Regions from separate parts of the Sus scrofa genome. Here region 1 is linked to region 2. Evidence: chromatin contacts called from public HiChIP or PLAC-seq data. All regions are on one chromosome and are shown on one strand. Each heading gives the region's core, a stretch centred on a gene start, on an enhancer-like site or on the middle of the called end of the contact. The rest is flanking DNA. Distances are from core to core; before and after follow the strand shown. Region 1 holds the start of STK24 (serine/threonine-protein kinase 24). Region 2 holds the start of RAP2A (ras-related protein Rap-2a).

Evidence for each region. HiChIP or PLAC-seq counts read pairs in DNA pulled down with a chosen protein or histone mark.
Region 1: a contact with region 2 is called in an H3K27ac HiChIP or PLAC-seq map of alveolar macrophages. The contact joins the promoter of STK24 here to the promoter of RAP2A in region 2. A contact is called at or near these places in 2 of 2 datasets of contacts at active chromatin or transcription factors (alveolar macrophages and skeletal muscle).

What each region holds. Positions count from the first base shown.
Region 1 is chr11:67,562,619-67,567,571 of Sscrofa11.1, reverse strand. STK24 (serine/threonine-protein kinase 24) reads left to right here and starts at 1,930. Exons shown (of 11, transcript XM_021065380.1): 1 at 1,930-2,383. The coding sequence starts at 2,342.
Region 2 is chr11:66,676,460-66,681,441 of Sscrofa11.1, reverse strand. RAP2A (ras-related protein Rap-2a) reads right to left here and starts at 2,280. Exons shown (of 2, transcript XM_021065816.1): 1 at 1,871-2,280. The coding sequence starts at 2,184. It overlaps LOC110255848 (a long non-coding RNA gene), which reads left to right and starts at 3,611. Exons shown (of 3, transcript XR_002336730.1): 1 at 3,611-3,844.

The DNA.
Region 1 (4,953 bases), core at 681-3,180, 890 kb before region 2:
TTAGCACGATGGTCTCTTTTGGTTGAACACTGACTGAAAAAAAAAAAAAAAATCACCTTTAATTCCAGGGATAGCCACTGCAAAATCTTGGTGTTTATATGTCCAGGTTTTTTTCTTATTTACATATAAAACTATCTATGTGTGTGTGTGCATGTGTAAATGATGTATATTTAAAATTTAAATATAACTTTTTTTATGAAGTAGCCTTGAGATCAGATTATACATACATTGCTTTGTACCCTGCGTTTTCTTCACAATATATACTGAAAATATTTTCTCATGTTACTAGAAATACATCATTTTTAATGACTATATGAATCTATCATCATTTAACTAACCGTCTCTGTTAGACTTTAAATCTGTTTCCAGTTTTCCCACGATCATAAATATCACTGCATCACATCTTTTTATATCCATTCTTCTGCACTTCTTTTTGTCTTAGGATATGGTACTGTAAGTAAAATTCCTGGGTTGAAGATGACGAAGATTTTTAAGATGCATTCTCTTGCCTGTTTTGCCATCCACCCCTTTATGTGCCCATTTTTTAGATGCACTAAATTTACACATGCTGGCACGCTCCCAAGTATCAGGGTTCATGCTTTTCTTAACTTTCTATTTGTTACATTCTCTTCACAGTACTTGGGGGTGACACGGCTTCACCACCAAGTGACAAGGTCTCTGAAAGTCCTCTGGACCAATTGGGGGGGGCGGCGCCGGGGGGGGGGGGGAGAATACAGATTTCCAAAGGGAAGGCAAAGATTACATTTTAGCACCTCACTCCTAGTCTGATCCAGAGCTCTGAATACAGTGACACTTCAGAGAATAAACAATCCTTTTTTCAGGGGGAGGACTTTTTAGTTTTTTCCAATAGTCTGTGAACTCGTGGGGGCTCATTTTTGTTTGTCCAACCTCGCCCGCGGTGCCACGTGGGCATTCACCGGTCCTCACAACCGGGGATACGGCACATCACTGCAGTGGCTGCCACTGTTTGTCGTTGTAAATAAAATACTACTTTCTGGAGGCAGCACTGATTCATTCCTTCTTATTTCTTTCCTCTGTAGTTGGAGGAGAGGTGTCTAAAAGGTGGAGGCAGCGGAAAGAGCGGGAGAAGGCCAGGGGAAAGTCTAGACAGGGTTTCCTTTCATTGTGTCCCTTCCTCCTCCCCCTCCCTCCCCCACTTTCCCCTTCTCGGGGGCAGACGATCCCCTATTGTAATTTACATATTCTTAAATTTGCATATTCTCCGGGGCCCAGAGAGGGTGGGGTTCAGCCCCCCACTCCTCAGCTAAGTTTACAGCTCCTAGTATTCCAAGCAGGGTGTTTTCAAGTCGCCAAAACGCGGAATTAACTACTCTCGGCCTCTCCCCTCCCGCTTTCCTCCTTGGGTTGGTTGGAAACTTCACCCAGACACCAAGAAGCTCCGCCCTGGTAGTTTTGAACCGGCCACTGGCTGAGGCCCCGCTGGGCACGCTCCCTCTCGAGGTCCCCCTGGCCCCGACTCTGCCCCCGGAGAGGTCGCCGGGAGCCCGCTTCCCCGGGGCCAGGCGGGGAGGGGTGGGCTCGCGCGGAGGGCAGGAGGGAGATGGTCTGGCAAGAGTTGGCACTCAGCGAGCCCTGGCCGCCCAGTCCCCCGGGGCGCCCGACTGGCCGGGGCCTGGGGGCGGTCGCCCCGGGACCGCCTTCGATTGTGTCCCCCTCCCCACTCCCGCCCGCGCGCCCTCTTCCCAGCTCCGCCCCGCCGGCTGGGAGGGGGGCGCAGCCCGCGGGAGACGCGCGGACCCCCACCCGCCCGGGCCGGCGGCAGCGCAGGCGGCTGCGGCCTAGGGCGCCCGGCGGCCGCCAGCCTCCTCCTCCCCCTCCCGGAAGCGCGGGGCGGGGTCCCCGGCCGGGCCGCGGGGGCGGGCGCGGGGGCCGGGCCGGGGCGGGGCGCGCTCGGCGCTCGCAGGCTCGGCCGGCTGTGCGCGCCCACTCCGGCTCCAGGCGGCCAGCGCACGGGCCCAGGCCGCCGGCTCCCAGCCGAGAGGCAGCAGCAGCCGCCGAAGCGGCAGCGGCGGCGGCAGGAGCGGAAGCAGCTCGCGGCGAGGCCCCGCGCCCCTGGCAGCCCCTCCCCGGCGCGGTGCATGGAGACGCGGCCCGCCGCCGGCCCCTGAGCCCGCCGCGCGGCCCGGGACCCGCGGGGGCTGGGGTGGCCTCGGGCTCCGGCCGGCCCACCGAAGCCGGACTCGGGCTTGGCCGGCCGCCCCCGCCGCCCGAGGGCTGCGCGCGGCCCGCGGGCCTCGTCGCCCGCGCGGATCGCCGCGGCCCGGCCGTCCCGTCCCAGGAAGTGGCTGTCCTGACCGCCATGGCTCACTCCCCGGTGCAGTCGGGCCTGCCCGGCATGCAGGTAGGCAGGAACCCGGCTGCCGAGGGCAGCGAGGGATGCCCGGGCCGGGGCGGAAGCGGGGAACTTGGCGGTGTAAACACGGCCCCCTCCCCCTCCGCTGCCCCTTCCGGGGTCGCGCCGGCCTCCCGCGCCGCGCTCGCAGCCCCCGGGGCGCCCCGAGCGGCCCCGCGGCCTGGGTCTCGGGGGCGGAAGGGTGCAGGGAGCTGGGGCCGCGGCCTGGAGGCGGCCCCGGCGGGCAGGGGGTCGAGGGGGCCGTGGGGGTGCCGGCGCTTCGCCCTGCCCGCGTCCTCTGCCCCCGGCGCCTCCCGAGCCGCAGGCCCCGCGCCGGCCCATCCCCGGGGAGAAGTGATGTGGGGAAATGCCCTTGGAGGCCCGGCTCGCTCTCTGGGCCCCGGCGCGGGCGGCGGGCGCTGGAGGCCCCGGGCCGCCCCGGCGAGGGGGCAGTAAAGTTGAGAGGCGGGAGGGGAGCCCCGGGCGCGCCCCGACTGGTCCGGGGCCCGCGGGGCGGCGGAGGCAGGGCGGGGTGGAGGAAGGTGTAACTGCCAGCTCCACTTCCAGCGCGTTTGTTCGGCGCGTTTCCTCCTGGTGCCGACGGAGGGGAAAGTGCGAGCCCGTAAACCTTCCGGAAGAAGGGATCCTTCGAACCCCGTGCCCTCGAGGGTGGATCCCGGCACGCTGGGCTTTGCCTTGGATGCAGCCCAGTCCCTTCCCAGTAAACCTCTCCGATGCTACTTGGTGGCTCCTTGGCCTTCCAGTGACTTTTTTTGGAGTGGGGGCAGGGGTGCGGGGGGTGGGGGCGGGGAGAGAAGTTGCATTTCCAATTTACAGGACTGCGTGCAAGTTTTTCGCCATGGGGGACTGTTTAAAAACTCTTTGAAAAATAAAACCCCCGTCCTTGGCCAGTTTGTAATGTTTGTAAGGGCATATAAATGGTGGGAGAATGGTTGGGATTAAAATCTCACTATACGGTTAGGGTATGTGGGTAAAGTTTTGCATTCCCGGTTTAGCCAAGCGAGTTGGGACACACCAGCTTTAAGGAAACAGCCACAAGTCTCCCAGCGGATTATTTATCTTGAGACTTTCTACGGGCTCGTTTTCCTCTCTCCCCCTCACTCTTGAGGCCTGAGAAGTTAGTACCTGGACTCCATAGGACCTGGGAATCTGCCCCCCTTTTGGCGAGAGATCATTGCTCTTTCTCTCTCTTAAACCAGAAAAAGAAAACTCGATTTCATTGTTCGCGATTGCTGGCTAGAAAAATAAGGGCACAAAGTTACCAGCATTTTAGAGTTTTGTTTTTTTTTTTTTTAAATGGAGTAACAGTTTACGTTAATAACCTGACTGTGCTTGAGGAAAACTGTCCTTGACTCTGATTTAAAGAATTTTTCAATGCAACGTGCATTTACCACCTAAGCTTCTACTGACTGCTAGGTAAAAATCGGATGTGGTTTCTTGGTATTTCCTAAAATTCCTGCTTTTGTTGGTTTGAATTTAGAGGCAGGAAGGCAAACTGAACTGGGTGAAAAATTATTTCTGACCAGCAGAGCAAGAAGGACCTCTTGTAACATTAAAAAAAAAAAAAAAAAAAAAGCATTTGCTCAATGCTTTCTTTAGACTGACTCTTAGGCTGTTAATCAGGTTGTAATCTAGCTCGCACGCCTCACTCAAAGTACCTGGGGGGTGTTCGGCTTTTGTGGAAAGCGAACCAGTTTAAAAAGGAACTTAAGGCCCAGCTGGCTGGTGCCCTGAAGCCAGCATCAGATGGTCACCAGGTGGTCTGTGGTCTTAAACACTTTTTTGGTCCTCATCTTGTTTTCAAAGCATGGGCCCACATTCTTAAATCTGGGGGAAAAAAAGGAGGTACCTTGCTTTAAATAACTCTGTCTCCCAAATGTTATTTCCTAGGTAGCGTTACCAGGGAACTGTTTTTATTTTGCTTTCTCAGAAAAGCTGTTAAGTTTTTATGTGGATGAAAGAACCAGATTTTCGGCTGTTAGAGTTTTAGGGGCGCGAAGGTGGCGTCTGACCGAGTTCGCCCTGTGTTTAGAAGTGTCTGCACACACTGTAAGGTGATGGGTTTTGGTGCCCTTGGGGGAGGAACATTCCTTTCCTCTCCCTCCCTTAAACTTCAAAAGGAAAACAACAGGCACATTGAGTTTCTACTTTGAACCAGCGGCTGCTCCTGCCCAGGGAGGCCGTCCTGAGAGGTGTCGCGGAGGGTTTAAGGAAATGCGCACCTGCCTGGGCTGGCCCTCTAGGCTGAAACTGGAGGAAAGAAGGACCCTGTGCCCTGTCCTGGTCCATCCTGTCTTCCTCCTCTTTTCTTCTCGTCTCCTCCTGACCAGGGTTTATAGATTGTTGGCTTAAAAAACTGCAGAAAGACAGCAGAGTGAGTTCGGGCAGCCTAGAAAGAAACCTGAATGAAAGAAGATCAATTCAAACAGCATCTTTCTCTGTCTTGCCAATCATTTTTATGCCTCACCTTTCTAGCCAATAGCTCTTGAGGCACAGGTATTATCTGTGCCTTTTTCTAGGTGTGGAAGCCATCGGAGATGTCCTCGAACAGAGCCAGG
Region 2 (4,982 bases), core at 1,031-3,530:
TCCTGGGTCACAGTGCAAACAAATAAATCGTTCTAGCACACTAAGTTCAGACTAACTCATTCTTGGTAACCTCTAGTAAACTACAAAATCATGTGGACTATACTATCCAATAACATTCTGTCATATTCTGTCCTGTAAGTTTGTGCCAAGAAGTTTGCCCTGGGCTTGTGACTTTATCAACGCAGGAATTATCTGTGATATGTTTAAATACAAAGGGTGGAGCAGTTGGGGCGTTTACTTTACTATTTGATGTATGTACTTGGCCTAAGATTGACATGTGACAATGTGGTAGATTGCCCTGTTCTAAAGGTTTTTTGTTTTTTAAAACAGTATGAGGGGAATTAAAGATGTGAGTCATTTAAATACAGCCTCTTAAATATCATATACTTAATAAATTTAACACCAAAAGGGTTCCTATGTTAACTATAGCAATTAACTTTAAGAAATGAGACTGAAAAAGTAAAAAGCTGTCAGATTCACAGATCTTAGGACATTGTCAGAGGCCATGAAAACATTCACTGTATTCCAGCTTGAAATCTAACATATAAAATAACACACGAAATTTTAGTTTAGCTATTAAAGGGCATATTCAATGAGTTAAAGGAGGAGGGGAGAGGACCTCCCCTTTGATCTCCTATGTGGCATTAAAAATCCGCCTCTTGTAATGAATTTTTGAGCAAAGCTTGCGTGCACCTGACTTGGTATTTGCTCTTTCAAAATGAGTAGACTCAAACTGACTAAAAATGAGATTATGTCTATGATAACACTTATAACTAGCTTTTGCAACTGTCTACAAATTTAGGGTTACTGGTACAACTGGGAAAGAAAAGCAAAATTATGCTGAATCAAAATTATTGGCAATTATTAACTAATAGTAAGAATCAGACAAAACAGTAATGTGTAATTAAATGGTAATTAGAAAAATTTGCTAAAACTCTGAACTGAGATACTATTGCATTTTTTGATGCTAGAAATTATAGGAAAAAATATAAAACAAATAGCAGAAGCCATTAGGCTGTTATATTTCCAAAATGCACACTTGCGAAAAGAGTTTGTAACAGGAAAGAGCTTATCTGCTTTAACTTTAAATTAGCTAATATTTGAGTCACACCTTTGAAGAAACTCATTCTATTTTTAAGAATGCCTCTTTTTTTCCCTTTCTTTTTGTTTCTGAGGGGTAAAGTGGCTAGATTAAAAAAAAAAAGTTAAGCCACATTCTTTAATGTGATAGTACATTCGCGCTCCTACATACTAATACTCTCTCAATCCCACAGAGCCAGGTCTGCAAATAATTTGATAACCTGTCTCTAAAGTTTCATCTTAAGTGAAGAGTTCATTTTTGTAAAACGCCTTGCCACCATTCAATCTTCTATGAAATGAGAAAGATCTCTTTCCATTGGACTTGACATTTTTACCACATTTGTGTAAGCAATTTTTGCTGTCAAATGCTGCAAAGGGAGGTTTTTTGTTGTTCCGTCTGAAAATGTCTCCGCTATACTTGCACAGCTGCCTCCTCCCAGCAGAAACCTACCCGCCCCTCTCCCCCCACTGCAAGTTTTAAACTTTGTTTCCTTTGGGGTTCTGCACAACCGCTACTAATAATATCCAAGAGACAAAGAGCTGTGCTGTGGGTTCACCGGATGCCAAATTTGAGTTGTGAAACAAAGCACTCAAATTTGAGATTCAAGATGACGAGGAGGATGCTACCAGCTAAAAATTTAGGATAAAGCCTAAGACCCCAGAGCCACCTGCCTAGACAGCTCCTCCTGCCCACAGCCACCCCAGAGCACGCGGGAGGGAGTTCTGGCCCCGGGACAGGGGCTGCCGGCCGCACCGCGAAGCCCCTTGCCCGCGCCCCCGGCCCTCTCACCGCTTCACTCGGATGATCTGGTCCCGCATGGGCTTGATGTCCTGGAAGCTCTGCTGGTTGACGAGGCTATAGACGAGGATGAAGCCCTGGCCGTTCTTGATGTACAGGTCCCGCATGGACGCGAACTGCTCGGTGCCCGCCGTGTCCAGGATCTCCAGCACCGACGGCGACGAGTCCACCTCGATCTCCTTGCGGTAGAAGTCCTCGATGGTGGGGTCGTATTTCTCGATGAAGGTGCCGGTCACGAACTGCACGGTCAGGGCGGATTTGCCGACCCCGCCCGAGCCCAGCACCACCACTTTGTACTCGCGCATCGTCCCTCCGCGGCCGCCGCCGCCGCCGCTGCCCGCGACATAGACCTACGCCCGCCGCGCTGCGCCCCCCAACCCTGCGCCGGCGGCCGGCCCCGCCGCGTCCCGCGGCTGCCCCCACCTCACGGCCGCCGCGGCCCCCCGGGCGCCGGCGGAGGGAGCAGCAGCCCTGGGCATGGGCCGAGCCGGCGGCAATGCGGCCCCGCGGGCGCCGGCAGGCACTGAGGGCGAGCAGGGAGTGGGAGCCAGGGAGCCGCCGGAGCCGCCCGAAACGCGGGCCTGCAGTGCCGCCCGCCCCGCCCCTCGCGCCTCCACGCCCAGCTCCCCGCCCGCCGCCGCCGCCGCCGCCGCCGCTCCCCTCGGCGCCGGAGCGCGCGCCCGAGCCCCAGCCGCAGCGCTGCTGGGGGCGGGGCCCGGCGGCCCGGGGCGGGACCCGGTGGCGCAGCCCCGCCCTTGCTCCCCCGTCGCCTAGGCGACCGGCCTCGCGCGCTCCCGGGAGGCTCTGCGCCGTGCGGAAGCCTCGGCCCGCGCTTAGATAAACAACCACCTGGGCCACCCAACAACACCCCACCCCGCAAGCCGCGTCGAACCCTGCGGATCCTGCGTACTGAGCACGCGCGGTTCTTCTGCCCGCGACGGGAACCGCTTCGGCCTGAGCACGCCAAGTTCAGAATTTGGCAGAGACGCGATGTTGGCGGGGCCAGAGCAGTCTCTAGGTTTTAACTTGAGGCGGGGAGTGACAAGAAGACACCGGCAAGGTCCAAAAGGAGGCCTTGGCAGGAGGGCCTTGCTAGACACCACCCAGCCTGTGAGCTTTGGTTTTGTCCTGTATAAACATAACGAAAAAAGGCTTTGTTTAAAGGACGAGCATAAAACCGAAGTGAAGCTTTGTTTTAAGCGTCAAGACACAGAGGGAAAAGTGACAGGCCCTCATCCTGCCCACTGCCAGAGGCGGCAAAGGCCAGCGACCATGCGGAAGCCGGGCCCACGCCCGGTGACGTCGCCGGGAGTCCCGCCCACCTCCCCCCAGCCCCGCCTTTCTTCAGCGTCTGCTGGAAGTCGAGCTCTTCCCACGCCCTGTCAGCTACGGGCGCTTGGAAAACTGGGAGAGCGAAGCCCCAGGCGCAGCCAGAAGGCCTGGGGACAGCTCATAGCAACAGCCAGCCGGGGCACCTAGTAGGAAGCTGGGAGTCGTTCCAGCCAACCAGTGCACGCCTCTGGACCCATGGTACCATTCTCGGCCAATAGAGAGCCACTTCATACCACGTGATGCCCATCCATCAGCCAATGGGGGGAAAGCCTAGTTGCAGGCTCAGCCCTCCCACCTCCCACGCACGCTCTGCCAACCAACCGCAGGTGAGCTGGCGGATGGCGGAGACTTGAGCTGAGCCAACCAGAAATCGCGACTCCCTTGCCCCCAAGGGTGGGTGGAATGGAGACCCGGGGTAGGGCTGGTGGGTTTGGGAGGGGTCAGTGATTGAGGGACAGGTCGTTGCACCCTACGTTGGCAAGGGAACAAGATGTGTTGGAGGCGAGAACCATGGGTTTCGCTTTTAACGTCGTCTCGGTGGCATTCTGCCTAAATGACGGACCCGGAAATAGTGCTGAGTGATGTGGGCTGAATCGTGGGTCAATCGAGAAAACAGGGACTCTTGTCTTGAGGGTGAGAAAATTTCCGGTCATTAAAGAGACATACTGCAGCAGTTGCATGGGTCCTCCATGCGTGGCTCCTAAAACATTTTTAACAACTCCCTTTTAAAACTTACTGTTCTCTCTGTGGCATTAGATCATAATTAAACACTCTCTCCCACCTACAACGTTAAATTTAGGAGAAGTTATATTCCTAAACCTTCCTGGATTATGTTTTGTAATAATTGGTTATTGGATTTGCCTTCCTTAAACTATGTCCTTCTCGAACTAGTCTACAGCCATACATCACTCCCATTTCTTGGGAATGATAGATTTCTATAGTTCTAAGGTTTGATCATGGCATATTTCTTCACCCTTCTTCCCCACAAGGTCATCAGGTAGAGAGGATTTTGGTCTGAGTTCAAAAAACAGATGTTCCTTTCCCATCTTTTCTGTCAATTATCAAACTAGTACAAAGATATACCAGCCATGTATACAAAGTACATATACTAGTACAAAGATATATTTATCCATGTCCTACCGCCTATGGCTCCATTATCTTAAAATGGATAACTTACTTTTACATTATCCTGCTATAGTATAACACACACATCAAGTTTTTGCCAAAGATAATTGTGGGAAAGTGTCCTGCCAAATTATGTAGTAAAATATAATTCAGTCGTTATTTCTTGATTACCTATCAAAATATGAGTTGCAGTTGATCCACCAGAATTAACAGTGAAAGCAGATTGCAAAGAACTAAGAATCAGGAAAAAGGAAAGTTTTAACAGAATTGAAACCAAAGACGATCTGATACCTCATCCTAAGCCAGTAATGTGAATAAGTCAGAAATAAGAGCTTGCACGGATACGAAGTGAAGCTTTGTATCTTTCTGGCAGGGATGTTCCAAGAGGATTTTGTAGTTGAATACAGCGTTCCACTAGCTTTTTAGAAGTCTCATATAGTGTGTAAAGCTAATGCTTTTTGTGGTTTCATTAATAATAGCTACACTTCTTTTACAGAAAAGACAGACTGTGTTTTCTAAGATCCAAATCATGTATTGTGGTAATAAGTTCCTAGGTTTCTTGGGGCTTAAATAGAGCCAAGAAGCATCAGACTTTTTTGTATAGGTTACACCTGTGTAGTACCTTGCATTACGGTGGAACTGAAAA